Regions from separate parts of the Mus musculus genome. Here region 2 is linked to region 1. Evidence: chromatin contacts called from public promoter capture Hi-C data. All regions are on one chromosome and are shown on one strand. Each heading gives the region's core, a stretch centred on a gene start, on an enhancer-like site or on the middle of the called end of the contact. The rest is flanking DNA. Distances are from core to core; before and after follow the strand shown.

The links. Promoter capture Hi-C pulls out the DNA fragments that hold promoters and counts their contacts.
Region 2: a contact with region 1 is called in a promoter capture Hi-C map of embryonic stem cells, with 4 times the contacts expected there. The contact joins the promoter of Npbwr1 here to the enhancer-like site in region 1. A contact is called at or near these places in 4 of 39 promoter capture datasets (cranial neural crest, embryonic stem cells, hippocampal neurons and 1 more), 1 of 484 Hi-C or Micro-C datasets (embryonic stem cells), 3 of 115 datasets of contacts at active chromatin or transcription factors (embryonic stem cells and stem cell-derived neural progenitor cells) and 1 of 9 other capture datasets (embryonic stem cells).

Annotation. Positions count from the first base shown.
Region 1 is chr1:5,129,455-5,136,735 of GRCm38.p6, reverse strand. Atp6v1h (ATPase, H+ transporting, lysosomal V1 subunit H) reads right to left here. Exons shown (of 14, transcript NM_133826.5): 10 at 3,474-3,652; 11 at 799-924. Among named protein-coding and RNA genes, the nearest start is that of Atp6v1h, 50 kb to the right of the region's middle. Within about 2 kb of position 2,460, at least 9 of the 459 cell types and tissues checked have an H3K27ac peak or open chromatin away from gene starts, as enhancers often do. A contact at or near this core is called in embryonic stem cells, where this site is marked.
Region 2 is chr1:5,913,342-5,920,622 of GRCm38.p6, reverse strand. It overlaps Npbwr1 (neuropeptides B/W receptor 1), which reads left to right and starts at 3,225. Exons shown (of 1, transcript NM_010342.1): 1 at 3,225-6,916. The coding sequence starts at 3,330. The coding sequence ends at 4,319.

The DNA.
Region 1 (7,281 bases), core at 1,211-3,710:
GTTGTTTCAATGTAGAAACTGTTACATAATTAATTAATTAATTATTCATTGCCATAGCCAACCTTGGAAATACTATTTAGTAAGGATCTTCCAAAAGAGAAAGGAAGAGAAGAACAAGCAGGCAGAGATCCGTAACACACACTTGTAATTCCAGCATGTGGGAGGCTGAGTCAGGAGAACTGTCATGAGTTCCAGGTCAGGCCTAGGCTACAGGAAAAAAGGGGACACTGAGGAAAAGGGGAAAAGGAAAAAAAGAAGAAAGGAAAGAGAAAAACTTTTTTTTAAAAAAGATGGAATATAGCCTAGTGAGTAGAAAACTTACCTGGCAATGGTCTAGGTCCTAGGGTTAATCCCAGTACCACAGAAAAAAAGATCAAAACAAAAAAATACAAGGATATCTCTTTGCCCTTGGTAGGCAAAATCTTAACCAAGACAAAGAAAAGCACTAGCCATATACAGAAATATTAGGAGATTGACTCTTAAAATCAATAGCTTGTGTTTATCAAGATCACAGTTAAATAGTAAAATGGCATGAAACAAAAGGTAAAATAGTCTCAATGAATACATGACAAAAAATCATGCTCAGAATATCACATTCTCATTAAAAAAAAAGTTTATCAAATTGACAGGTACTTCTCTTGGAAAAGATTAACACCTAACTGATCAAAAGCATAAAAAGTATTCAACACATTACTTAGCAAGTAAACATAAATGAAAATGACAGAGCACCTAATAACAAAGCTAAATGTTAATGAAGATCTGTATAATTATAGAGCAGAACATGGGATCCTAACTTACTTCAAGAGTTCATAGTTCTTCTCATTCAACCTCACGGCATTTTCTCTCCAAAATTTCTCAGACTTGTGTACAGGGCTCCATTCCAATCTTCCAGATTTAAGTTCTGAACTGTATTCATCAAATGAGCTATAAAATTATTTTAAAATTCCAGTTATAAGAATCTAAGGGCTACTACAAAATTAAGCAAATTAAAATATGACTTAGTTACAAAGACTGAGTCTGGTCTTTATACACACTTAGAATCCCAGCACTCAAGAAGCAGAGGCAGGCAGACCTGTTAGTTCAAGGCCAACTTGATCTATGTACCCATTTCTAGGTCAGACAAGGCTACATAGTTAAGACCCTGTTTCAAAAAATAACAAGAATAACAACTACAATGACTCACTGCCCTCTAAATATTAACCACTACTATATAAACTTCAACAGTTTAATCACCAACAAATCATAGAAACTAAGGTCCAACATTGCCAAAGTTGAATGTTTGGTGTGAATATTAAAATCTTTACTTGCTACCAAAATCTTTATTCCCAATTAATATATGAATATGTATTCGTATATTTTAGAAAATAGACAATTTCTACCCTGAGAGTCATAGCAGTGTAATTTGCCAAGTCAGTAGATATATTATTGTAAATATATGTAAAAAGCAGATATCTTATTATATCACAAAACAGTATCACACATGTATTCATATAATACTAAGTATGACTATTAATATAAACATGACTTGTGGAAATAATCTTTCAAAATTAAAACAAAAATTCTATATGTTAACAAACTCAATACATTGTAATTCAAAACTCAGTAACTAAACTTGTATGTAACTTGGTTGTTTTTAAGTGTGGTTTATTTACTGTGGGTGGATTTGTCAACTTGATTTGAAGTTTCTGGTGTGAATGTTAAACGGCCCATTTAGTCTCATCTTTAACACTTGGTCCCTAGGTAGGGGTGCGGTCTGAGATGACTGTGGGATCTTTACAAGGTGGAGTCTTGGAAGAAGTAGGTTACTGAAGATGTACCTAGAGGCTTTTCAGATTCAAATTTCCTGTTCACTGTCTGCTTTCTGAATGCAGATGTAATGTGACCCACCAGACGCCTGTTGCTGCCTTCCCAAGTCGTTCTCATCATTGACTTTCTTATCCCTTGACAACTGTAAGCTAACATAAATAAATACTTTCTTCCTTAAATTGCTTTTGTCAGGGTATTTTATTACTTTATCACAGCAACAAGAAAGCAATGAAGACAAGGCACAAAGATGTGTGCATTTTTAAATGGCACTCATCCCTATGCTGGGTCCTGGACTGCATAAGGAGGAGAAAGTGACAGAAGCACAACCATTCATCCTTTCCTATTTCCTGACTGCAGATACAATATGATCAGCTGTCACAAGCTCCAGCCACCATAACCTCTACACCAGAAAAGAAGGCACACACTCTGGAACTGAGTTAAAATAAACAAACTTTTATCCTTTGTCAGGAAATTTTATTACAGGAATTGATTGACCAGCCTGACTCCAACTTAAGGATGGACCATTTTTGTTATAAGATTAGGTAAGTTCATTTCTTTGTACAGCAAAATTCAAGTTGACTGTGCTTTAGCCTGTTGCTGGAATCTGACATGACCCCCACCCTCTGGAGTTTGATTCATACCTTGAATGTACCCAGATGCTAAGATGTTCTGCCAAATCATTCTGCAATGTTCAGCCAAGCTCTGGTGTAACCAAAATCCCTCTGGAAATCTCCCAACCCCTGAAAATTCCCTAGCCTTGTAGTTTTTTAGACTATATAAAGCCTACTTTTCCTATGTTAAATGCTATTTTTTTTTTTCAAACCCTGCTTTAGGAAGTTAGCCATGTCTGACAGAAAATAAAGCTTGCTTAATTTGGCCAAAGATTTTGGGTAATGATCTTTACTCTCATTTGCTGGGATTAACACTACTGACATTCAGTGTGAGTAGCAGAATGAGAAAAATAGCTAATAGAGCCACTAAACAGACTGTATCAAGACATGCTTGGACTTACTTTCAAGTAAAATTTTAAAAGATGGAACCATTAATGTTGACAGACAATTCAGTTTAACCAGGATAGAGAGGGTACATTGACAAGAATATCCTGTTTGAATAGTTACTTAATGCAGACAAGTGAGTTTAAGTAAACTAGCATTTTTAAATAATCATATCCTAAGCCTAATAATGAAAACAGATATACATATGATATGATAAAATATACATATCACTCAACTAGTATTCTATAAAGAATGATAGGAATCTCTCCAAGTAAGAATAGCCAAATGCTCTAAGCTACAGTTAACAATGTAGAATGTTTCAGCAGAAAACAGAATTTGTAGGAAAATATGATTTTCATACTTTGTAATCAATTCAAAGTTTCTTTAAAAGTTATATAACCAACCACACACACCAATAGTGTCCAACCACTAAAGAGACTGAGGCAGAATCACTTCTGTCCAGGAGTTCAAGGTCAAACAAATCTCAAGAGATTTAGTATATGGCAATTTTAAAAAGCATGTTAATGCCAGGACAGGTGGTACACATCTTTAGCCCAGCAGAGGTGGCAGATCTCTGAGTTCCAAGTCTACACAGGGAGTTCCTGGGCAGCCAGGGCTACAGAATGAGCTATCACAAGTAATTATGTGACAATGATGAAGATGATAACACACCTAAGGTCCTGGACACTCTCACCAAGTTTTTCCAAAAGAAATTTGATGTCTTCACTGATATCTTCATCATCATACTTCTGCTGCTCCAAATTCTCCAACTGTTTCAGTACTTTGCATTGAATCATAGCCAGAGCATACTCTTGGCGAGTTTCTCTTTCCGTTGATTTTTCTAAGAAATTCTGAGTTAGACAAAGAGACATGAAGAAAGTACATGATATTTGCAAACATCCATACTTCTTTACACCTTTCTTTGAGTTTCCCATTTAACCAGTACTCCACTCTGGAAATCAATCTAGCGGTTCCTTAGAAAATTGGACATAGTACTACCGGAGGATCCAGCAATACCTCTTCTGGGCATATATCCAGAAGATGTCCCAACCGGTATGAAGGACACATGCTCCACTATGTTCATAGCAGCCTTATTTATAATAGCCAGAAGCTGGAAAGAACCCAGATGCCCCTCAACAGAGGAATGGATACAGAAAATGTGGTACATTTACACAATGGAGTACTATTCAGCTATTAAAAAGAATGAATTTATGAAATTCCTAGGCAAATGGATGGACCTGGAGGGCATCATCCTGAGCAAGGTAACCCAATCACAAAGGAACTCACACAATATGTACTCACTGATAAGTGGATACTAGCCCAAAACTTAGTATACCCAAGATATAAGATACAATTTGTCAAATGCATGAAACTCTAGAAGAATGAAGACCAAAGTATGGACACTGTGCCCCTTCTTAGAATTGAGAACAAAACACCCATGGAAGGAGTTACAGAGACAAAGTTTGGAGCTGCGACAAAAGGATGGACCATCTAGAGACTGACTGCCTTATCTAGGGATCCACCCCATAATCAGCTTCCAAACGCTGACACCATTGCATACACTAGCAAGATTTTGCTGAAAGGACCCAGATATAGCTGTCTCTTGTGAGACTATGCAGGGGCCTAGCAAACACATAAGTGGATGCTCACAGTCAGCTATTGGATGGATCACAGGGCCTCCAATGGAGGAGCTAGAGAACATATCCAAGGAGCTAAAGAGATCTGCAACCCTGTAGGTACAACAACATTATGAACTAACCAGTACCCCGGAGCTCTTGACTCTAGCTGCATATGTATCAAAAGATGGCCTAGTCGGCCATCACTGGAAAGAGAGGCCCATCAGACACACAAACTTTATATGCACCAGTACAGGGGAACGCCAGGGCCAAAAAAATGAGAATGGGTGGGTAGGGAAGTGGGGGGGAGGGTATGGGGGACTTTTGGGATAGCATTGGAAATGTCATTGAGGAAAATACGTAATAAGTAAATAAATAAATAAATAAATAAAAGGTGACTATCTATAATCATACAATCAGAAACCTACCTCTGAATATGAAATACCTCTGTTTAAATCTGAAATGTCCTCCAAAGTTTACTATTACATAGTTTAGCTGCCAGCCTATAGTATTTTTGTGACATGGTAGAATTATTAGGAGATGCAATCTCCTTGAAGAAGTCAGCTCAGTCACTGTCTCCCCAGGTTCCCATGTCCCCTTCCAGGTTTACCCTAGTGAGTCCCCTTACCTCCACATACATGTCTTTCCCTCAATAAGCTAGATACCTAAGTCCAACAACCTGTGTGCCAGGCTAGTCTGATGTCCCAAGCCTATGCCGCAGCCAACCTGGAGGCTTCCTGCAGGACACACCCTCCTGTATCCATTTATACCACTCAACTCAGAATCCAGGCATCTCAGTCTCACTCAAGCCCAGCTCCCTCACCTGCACAACAAAGGAGTTCTAGGCTTCAGCAAGGATCCTTTCTGCCTACTCCCCAAGCCATAGAACTCTTCATATCACAGCCAACATTCCTATCCAGCAAGATCTACCTCTCCACACGTGAACTGTCAAACAAGGAGTACATCCTGTACATCAGACCAGTACCTTCTATCACCTGACTTCATTTCACCCAGTTCATTTCTACCCTCCAGACACAACCCATCAGAATATCCACTCTTCTGGCCACAACCTGCTCCGTCTATAAGAAACTCAGAACTAACAAAAGAGGTCCACATGCCTCAAGTCAATTCTAAAAGTATGAAACATGAAATATTTCAGAATATTCAAAGAAATAAGAAATATGAAAGAGCAACCAAATATCTTCTCTCCAAAGCCTACCAGTCCTGTAGAAATCAATGTTTATCAATGATCAATACCTAGGTAAACTCCAGGACACGGAATTAAAAGATTATAAACCTCCTCAAAGAATTCAGAGTTTAAATGAATTCAATGAAATCAAGGAGAAAGGACTTGAGAATAAACACCTGAGTGATGCCCAAGAAAACACAAACGGAAATTTGAGATTTGGAAAAGACTAATCAAAGACTTGAGAACTGAATCCAATCAGGACATAAAACCATTGAAGCTAAAGCTTAAATGAAGATGGAGCTGAAAAACCCAACTGTCCAACCAGAAAATTCAAAGGAATGCCTCGTAATTAAAATGAATCAAACAGAAGACAGAGAGAATCAGGACTAAAAGAAAAAAAGGGCTTTAGAGCAAATAAATAAGAAATATTAAAAGAAACATCTAAAAACACGGAAAAGAACAGATAGGGAATGTGAGACACCAGAAAAAAAAAAAGCAAACCTCTGAATTATAGACATAGATGACGGAGAAAAATCCCAAGTCAGTGGCATAAATCTAAAATAAATGGATAAAATTAAACTAAGAACAAGTATATTTAAATAGACCCATAATATATGAAGAGACTGAAATAAAAATAAAATCTTCTAGCTTAAAAAAAGTCCAAAGTTAAATAAATTCACAGCAAACTTCTATCAGACATTCAAGGAAGATCTACAATAAATCCTTCTTAAATTATTCAAAATACTAAAAACACAAGGAGCATGCCCAATCTCCTACAAAGCATCATCACTCTAATAACCAAACCATGTAAAGACACAACAACAACAACAACAACAAAAAGGAAAACTTCAAGCCATTGTCCCTGATGAATACTTAAAATACTGTGAAAATAGCCATTCTCCAAAAGCTATTTACAGATGTAATGCAATCCCAATCAAAATTTCCATCTCATTCTTCATAAAAATAGGGGAAAAAAACCTATCCTAAAACTCATATGGGAGCCGGGCGTGGTGGCACACCACACCTTTAATCCCAGCACTTGGGAGGCAGAGGCAGGCGGATTTCTGAGTTCGAGGCCAGCCTGGTCTACAGAGTGAGTTCCAGGACAGCCAGAGCTACACAGAGAAACCCTGTCTTGAAAAACCAAAATAAAAAAAAAAACAAACAAACAAAAAAAAAAAAAAAAAAAAACACAAAAAAAAAAAACCAAACCTCATATGGAACCACAATAGCCAAAATCCTAAGCAAAAAGAATGTGCTGGAGTGATTACCATTCCAGGCCTTAGCATCTGTCCTGACATAGAGTTACTCATAAGCGCACTACATATATACTTGCATGTATGTACCCACAGCAGCTAGGATGATTCCAAAAGACACCTCTTTGGAATGTTAATAGCATTATAAGCATACACAAACATGAAGGCTTCCTGGGTGAGTCACACCTCCAGAGGCAGCCTTTACCCTTCAAAGCCAACACTGGTACTGCTTTTGCCTGAGCTCTTTACCACCATCTGCATTCCCTTGCCATGGGGACCTTGGTTGGGTCTTAGGGCTCTTGCACCTCAACTATGGCCAGTCTTACATCTCTCAGTCTGGTCTATCTTGGCCCTTAAGGCTTTGACAACTCCTAGGAATTTCTTCAGTGACCATGGTCTTCAGGTTCTCTTCTTTGACT
Region 2 (7,281 bases), core at 1,976-4,475, 780 kb before region 1:
AAGGGATCCATCCCATAATCAGCTTCCAAATGCTGACACCATTGCATACACTAGCAAGATTTTGCTGAAAGGACCCAGATATAGCTGTCTCTTGTGAGACTATGCCGGGGCCTAGCAAACACAGAAGTGGATGATCACAGTCAGCTATTGGATGGGTCACACGGCCCCCAATGGAGGAGCTAGAGAAAGTACCCAAGGAGCTAAAGGGAACTGCAACCCTATAGGTGGAACAACAATATGAACTAACCAGTACCCGGGAGCTCTTGTCTTTAGCTGCATATGTATCAAAAGATGGCCTAGTCGGCCATCACTGCAAAGAGAGGCCCATTGGACTTGCAAACTTTATATGCCCCAGTACAGGGGAACACCAGGGCCAAAAAGGGGGAATGGGTGGGTAGGGGATTGGGGGGTTGGGTATGGGGGACCTTTGGGATAGCATTGAAAATGTAAACGAGGAAAATACCTAATAATTAAAAAAAAAAAAAAAGAATACTGACTGATCTTCCAAATTCTGTGTTTAAATCTCAGCAACCACATGGTGGCTCACAACCATCCAGAATGAGATCTGACACCCTCCTCTGGTTTGTCTAAAGATAACTACAGTGCACTTACATATATATATCAATAAATAAAATTTAAAAAATAAGAACACAGAAAAAAAATCATCATCATCCCGAGTGAGGAAACCCAGAACCAGAAAGATAAATATGGTATGTATTCATTATTATATTAGCATATAAGTCAATGATAACCAAGGTACAATCAGCAGAATCCTAGTGGATAGGCATAGAGGAAGGAGGTGGAGGGAGCAGATATATCTCTTTAGGGAAGGGAAGTAGAATAGATAATTTTAGATGGATAGGGGTGGTAGAATGAGAGGATCAAGGAAGGGCATAAGTGGTTGTGGGAGGGAATACAGTAAGAGGAGATTAAAATTAAGGAGCATTTGTATAGAAACCTAATACAATAGAAATTTCCTAAAATACATATATATATATGAAGACAATCTAAACAAAATAAGCAAATACTGGGGAAGAGAGAGTTCCAATTGGCCATCTCTTGTCATGAAACAAAACTTCTAGTACCAGGATTGGATTACATCTAATTGAGATTTTGGCCAAAGGTGTCACATGGAAATTCCCAAACAACCTAGGCTATTGCCAAGACTATGGATTGCTCTTCATAAACCAAGAGCAAGGTCCCATTGCTGAGGGCAACACTACATAACTCCTTGAACATGGAGATGTCATGAGGTGCCTAAATAAAGCATCCACATCTGTGTTCTAGTGTCTTTGGTACAAGAAGGTACTCTGAATGCTACCAAAAGAGAAATATAAAGGTCAAACCACAAAACCTTTGATCTACAATGGTGTAATGTTTGTGAGCAATGCTAGGGCAACAGTGGCACAAAGGTTGTGGTGGTAATAAACTAATAACTGATTTACTTAAGGCCCATTCTAAGAGATGCAACCCATACCTAACCCTGCTTGGTTGACCAAGAATCAGACACTAGATAGTTCAGGGGCGTGAGGTAAAACCAAATAATACTTGTCTGAAATATGTAGCAATAAAAATGACTCAATGATAATCTGCTATATAGAATTTTGCTCCTGCTACAGGGAGGGAGGGGGAATGAGGGAGAGGGAGAGAAAGAGAGAAAGAGAGAGGGTGAGGGAGCACTTAGGTCTAAGTGGGATGCCTCCTCCATTCAGAACTCAGGAAAACAGGCAGAAGGAGTCTTTATATACCTTAGTTATATGCACACAGACTGTGCAGGTTTGTACCATGTCCTCATCAAATATATTCTAGCTTCTAGATTAGTGTTTTTGTGCGATTTCTGGGTGTGCAAATGAGAGAGTCTCTAAATCCTTCTCTTGGATTTGTTTCCTTCTATTGATTCATCCTGTCCAACTTTAATGTGACAGTTTTTGCTTTATATTTTGTTTTGTTATATTTTCTAAAATGAATATGAATGCACTAATGAAAACCCAGTCACTAGAGGAAGGGTTAACAACTAAATTGTCAATTATACCTGCTGTAAAAGGGGGAATTAGTTTTCTCCAATACAGTGATATTGGATTTATCAACTCTTCCAGGGCAGGACTCATGTTCAAGAATAGTTGATCAACATTTAATGATCTCCACAGTTTTGCTTTTGTATGTTTATGGTTTTATTTGATTACAGTTTAGTGGGTTTTTTTCTCTCTCTGTTTAGGTGTTTCTTTATTTTATTTTCTTGGATTTGGGAGTTTTTGTTGTGTTTGGTTTTGTTCTTGTTTGTTTTGAGAAAGAGCTTAAAGTTGGGTGGGTAGAGAGAGGATCTAGACGACTTGGGGTAGGGGAAGACTACGATCAAAATAAATTTAATTTTAACATTGATTTAAATAATGATACATATAATAAAGAAATAAAACATGTTATGGGAACCTCATCTCCAACTGTTCTTCAAAAACAGGATATTATTTTTTTTAACTTTGTCATTCTTAGTTTTAGTTTCTGACAGGTGAGCTTTTTATAATTCCAGATGAACTGAATTAAAACAGCAGGAAGGCAGCAAAGAAGTCTTTTGAGGAAGGGGGCGCTGTTTTCTGTTAGATCAGAGGATTTTTCTAGGAGTGGAGTGGGAAAGGGTGACAGGTTGACTGAGCCGCGCTTCCTGTACTTCAGGTTCTTGGGAGAACTCCTGGAGAGTCCAGCAGTAGTCTCTGGGCAGACAACAGGAGACAGACTAGGCTGGCAGGCATCTCATTGCTGCTGCAGCGTCCTCCAGCAGACAGTGGGTTCCTCCCTGACCTCCCCAGGAAACTCAGATCTTTGCTGGGACTCGCCAGGTAAGATAAAGATTGCTGTTGCAAGTCCTATTATCTAGCGTGCTCGGAAACACACCTCTGCTGAATTCGCCGGTGTGACCTCAGTGTGAATTCCTTAAGCTCTAAAACAGGGGATTGGGTGCATTTACGGTTTCCTAGGAGTCAAGTGGCTTCTGCATAGCACTTTGATGTATTCAGTGGACTGGAATCTGATTTCCACAGGTGGAGAGAAGAGCTTGGGACACTGTAGCTACTTTCTATGGACCTCATTTCTCCTTAAAGCTATACCTCCAGAAATGTAAGCTGTGTTTTCAATTCTGTCTCCAGCCTTGGAGTCCCGGCGTCAGCGAGCTTAGTAGCAGCGGGGAACGCCCCCTCCGGTGCGCATCCAGAGAAAAGCTGTGACACTCAGGCAGTGCCTGGGTGCAGATCCCTGTAAACGTGGGCGCATAAACCTCGAGTTTCGCGGGGCTGCTGAGTGGAATCCTGGTGGTCGCCTGCTCTCCAGCCCTCTCCAAGATGCATAACTTAACGCTTTTCGAGTCTGGAGGGGACAACGTGTCTTGCGGCGGCTCATCTTTGGGCTGTCCCAACGGGTCCAGCCTGGCTCCTCTGCCGCTGCCGCAGCCACTGGCGGTAGCAGTGCCTGTCGTCTACGGGGTAATTTGCGCCGTGGGACTGGCTGGCAACTCTGCGGTGCTGTACGTACTGCTGCGCACGCCGCGCATGAAGACTGTCACCAACGTGTTCATCCTCAACCTGGCTATCGCCGATGAGCTCTTCACCCTCGTGCTGCCCATCAACATCGCGGACTTCCTGCTGAGGCGCTGGCCCTTCGGGGAGGTCATGTGCAAGCTCATTGTAGCCGTCGACCAGTACAACACTTTCTCTAGCCTCTACTTCCTCGCCGTCATGAGCGCCGACCGATACCTGGTGGTTCTGGCCACAGCAGAGTCGCGCCGGGTGTCCGGGCGCACTTACGGTGCAGCGCGTGCTGTCAGTCTGGCGGTGTGGGCGCTGGTGACGCTGGTCGTGCTGCCCTTTGCGGTATTCGCTCGGCTGGACGAGGAGCAGGGTCGGCGCCAGTGCGTGCTGGTCTTCCCGCAGCCCGAGGCCTTCTGGTGGCGTGCCAGCCGTCTCTACACACTAGTATTGGGCTTTGCCATCCCGGTGACCACCATCTGTGCTCTCTATACCACTCTGCTCTGCCGACTGCGTGCTATCCAGCTAGATAGCCACGCCAAGGCCCTGGATCGTGCCAAGAAGCGCGTGACCTTGTTGGTGGCGGCGATTCTGGCTGTGTGCCTCCTCTGCTGGACGCCTTATCACCTGAGTACCATAGTGGCCCTCACCACCGACCTCCCGCAAACGCCGCTGGTCATCGGCATCTCTTACTTCATCACCAGCCTGAGCTATGCTAACAGCTGCCTCAACCCTTTCCTCTATGCCTTCCTGGACGACAGCTTCCGCAGAAGCCTCCGGCAATTGGTGTCATGCCGTTCAGCCTGATGCCCTTTCCACCTCTTTCCACCGCAGGCAGCACTGCCAGCTGGGTTCAGGAGAATTCCGGGACTGTGGTTCCCAAGTGCAGCCCGAAATCCTGAGGCCCATTCCAGGCATTCAGTACCACAGGCCCTACCCAGGACTGATACCACAGGCCCTAACCAGGACTGATCCGGGATTTGCCCGGCCTTGAGGTGAGGCTGGTGTGTAGCATGCCTGAGGACAGCTTGGGCCAGGGCACCTTACTATTTTGTCCCCACAGCTGAGGGCAGGGCTTGACACCTGAACGTAGGGTAAATGGTGGGGCAGTGTTGTTGGAACGTGATTTTAATTCTCTCTCTATTTCACTGTGAGTAGGCTCCTAGGATGTCCCAGGCATCTCTTCCTCAGCGTTAAGTCTGTGTATTTTGTTTCTTTGCTTTCCACCACGGATGACCTCCCTGGTAAACAGCCTGGCCTGATGCTTCTTAGGAACACTCTAACTGCCTGGCCACGCCTCACTGGAGATGTGTGTGTGTGTGTGTGTGTGTGTGTGTGTGTGTTAGAGTGGAGGTGTGGTGGTGTGGAGGTGTGGTGGTGTGGTGGTGTGGTGGTGTGGTGGTATGGTGGTGTGGTGGTGTGGTGGTGGTGGTGAAGGGGGCTAGAACCTAGCTGTGACTGACAAGAATAGAGATAATCACCTGCTCAGTATGCCCCACCTTTCTTCGTTTTACCGAAGCCGATCTATATGGCCCTAAAAAGACTTTAACCGAGGCTGCAAAAGCCAAGAGTACAGAGAAATCACCGGAGAGTGAGGTTCCAGCTCCCTCTAGAGGAGTCAGGTGTACAGAACGTTTCTGAGCTGCTTTTGCACAGGGTGGTGCACCAGCCAACAGCTCTTTAAATCTTTGGTCCTTTGTAGCTTCTGTAAAGTAGTCCAAAATTTCCTTCCTGCCTCATAGCCTTCACAGGCTTCCCATACAACTTAGACCATTTCCTTGTAACTATGTACAGTTTTTCTGGACCAAGAACTTTGTAAATAATACATATATCTTACTCTCACAGTCTTCTTAACTTAGAGGAATATGAGAAATAAAAGATGAGACCTGTTCCAACTATGGTTCCCCTTCCCTGAGTATTCTTCCAGGACCTCCCTTCAGTGAGATCCAGGTACGGGAACCGCCTTGCATCCCTAGCTTTTTCTTGTCTGGACACTTACCTAACCACAAGGAACATCTAAATTTTGTCCAATTCTAAAGTCCCGGGGAACATCTGCTTCTGATTACCCACAGGGAACAGTCAACACCTACTTTCCTCTCTTTAGTCTCTACTTATGGAAGACAAGCTCCAGGCCTCCTCCTCGAGGCCTGGAGTAACCAGACTCATCAGTGATAGCGTCTTTTAAACGATATGTTTAGGATGATCCCCAGGAAGAAATGATATGATTTTCAAGTATCATTTTTCCTATGGGAAAGTTTGGTTATATGTGGAACCAAGACTCTTGCCAGCAGACTTTGTTTACAAAGTTTGGCATGAAAGTCAATTATTTCTCAGTTATTTGTATTCAATGTTCCCTTCAAAAATATGCAGAAGGGAAATACTCTCTCTTGCAAGAGGAAGGCTAAATTTCCCTCTGATTTTGGTGTATGAGAATTGATTGGTTCCTACGGTGTCAGAGTTGTGGGAAGATTGGGGTAATTTTCAAGTACAAACTGAGAAAACTAATTTAGAGGCTGTGTGTCTTGGGTGCAAATAACAGTAAATTGTCTAAAAGTTGTCCATCAGTCATGCACTTGAACCATGGTCATCATGGCCTCAGAACGGGCCTCTGCTGTGGCCTTCAGAAGTGTCTGGAATGTGTTCATAAGCTTCAGACTTCTGGGAAGCACTCCACAGATATTTCTTTTAAAACTTAAATTTTGTATGATTTTCTGTAATTTTTCCAAATTAGGATTTTAAAATTGAGCAACCTGTAGCTCATCCAGGGTGATAATAAAGGATGCAGTGGAGCTTTGGACACAGATACAGCCAAGTACTGTCACATTAATTGGAAACCCAGTCTCCATACATGCAGCAGCAACATAGATAAGAAGGAGGTCCTGGTAGTTTTCTGTCTGTCATGCCATTGCTGCTAGAGATAGGTTTATGTCTGTCTTGCAGTCTCTGGATGCTGCCGGAAAAACACAAGAGAGATATAACTGTACCCATCACAGCTCAGTACAGACTGGAAGTCTAGTTTGCATCAAGAGGATTCAATATCAGTGTCACACTGGCTTTCTAAAGCCCCTCGTGATCACTTCACCTTTCTGTGAGCATTTGGGCAGTTATATATAAATAAATATATAAATATAAGGCATCTATATTTAACCTTTTATCTCTTAAGTAAAACATAGAATAAATAAACAAGTCACATAGTAGGAAAATTTGTAATTCCATAGTTCTTACAGCCTTGGTGTAAACTATGTTGTTTTAACGCTTCTAATATCTAAAAGTGTGAATTTGGTTTTACTTATTTTAGTATAATTGTATAAAGTGGGTTTAATGCTTTCTCAAGAAATGCAGCAATTTGCTAATTGATTGCAGAAGATCCAAGTCTAAAATAAAAGGTGAAACATTCTGTGTGACAAGTGTATATTGTGTTTCAAAAAAAAAGCCTACCAAAAATAAAATATAAACAACTGCAACAACAGCCACTTACCTCCGAAAACCAAAACAACTAAACAATCAACCAAATGAACAAACAAAAAAGGACTCTTATGCCATACAATGGGTATGTATCACATGAATAGAAAGCTAAAACAAGCAATGCCAAGAGAAAAGAGTGGAGAAAGATTACCTGCAGCAGGTGAGTGAGCTTGAGAAATGGTACCAGGCCATGCTTTCATTGGAACTGGGAACAGCAGGGGTTTTATTCGGAAAGCCTACAGATATGCATATGAGAAAGCACTTCAGGGACATGCACATCTGAGCATACTCAGTTAGATGGATG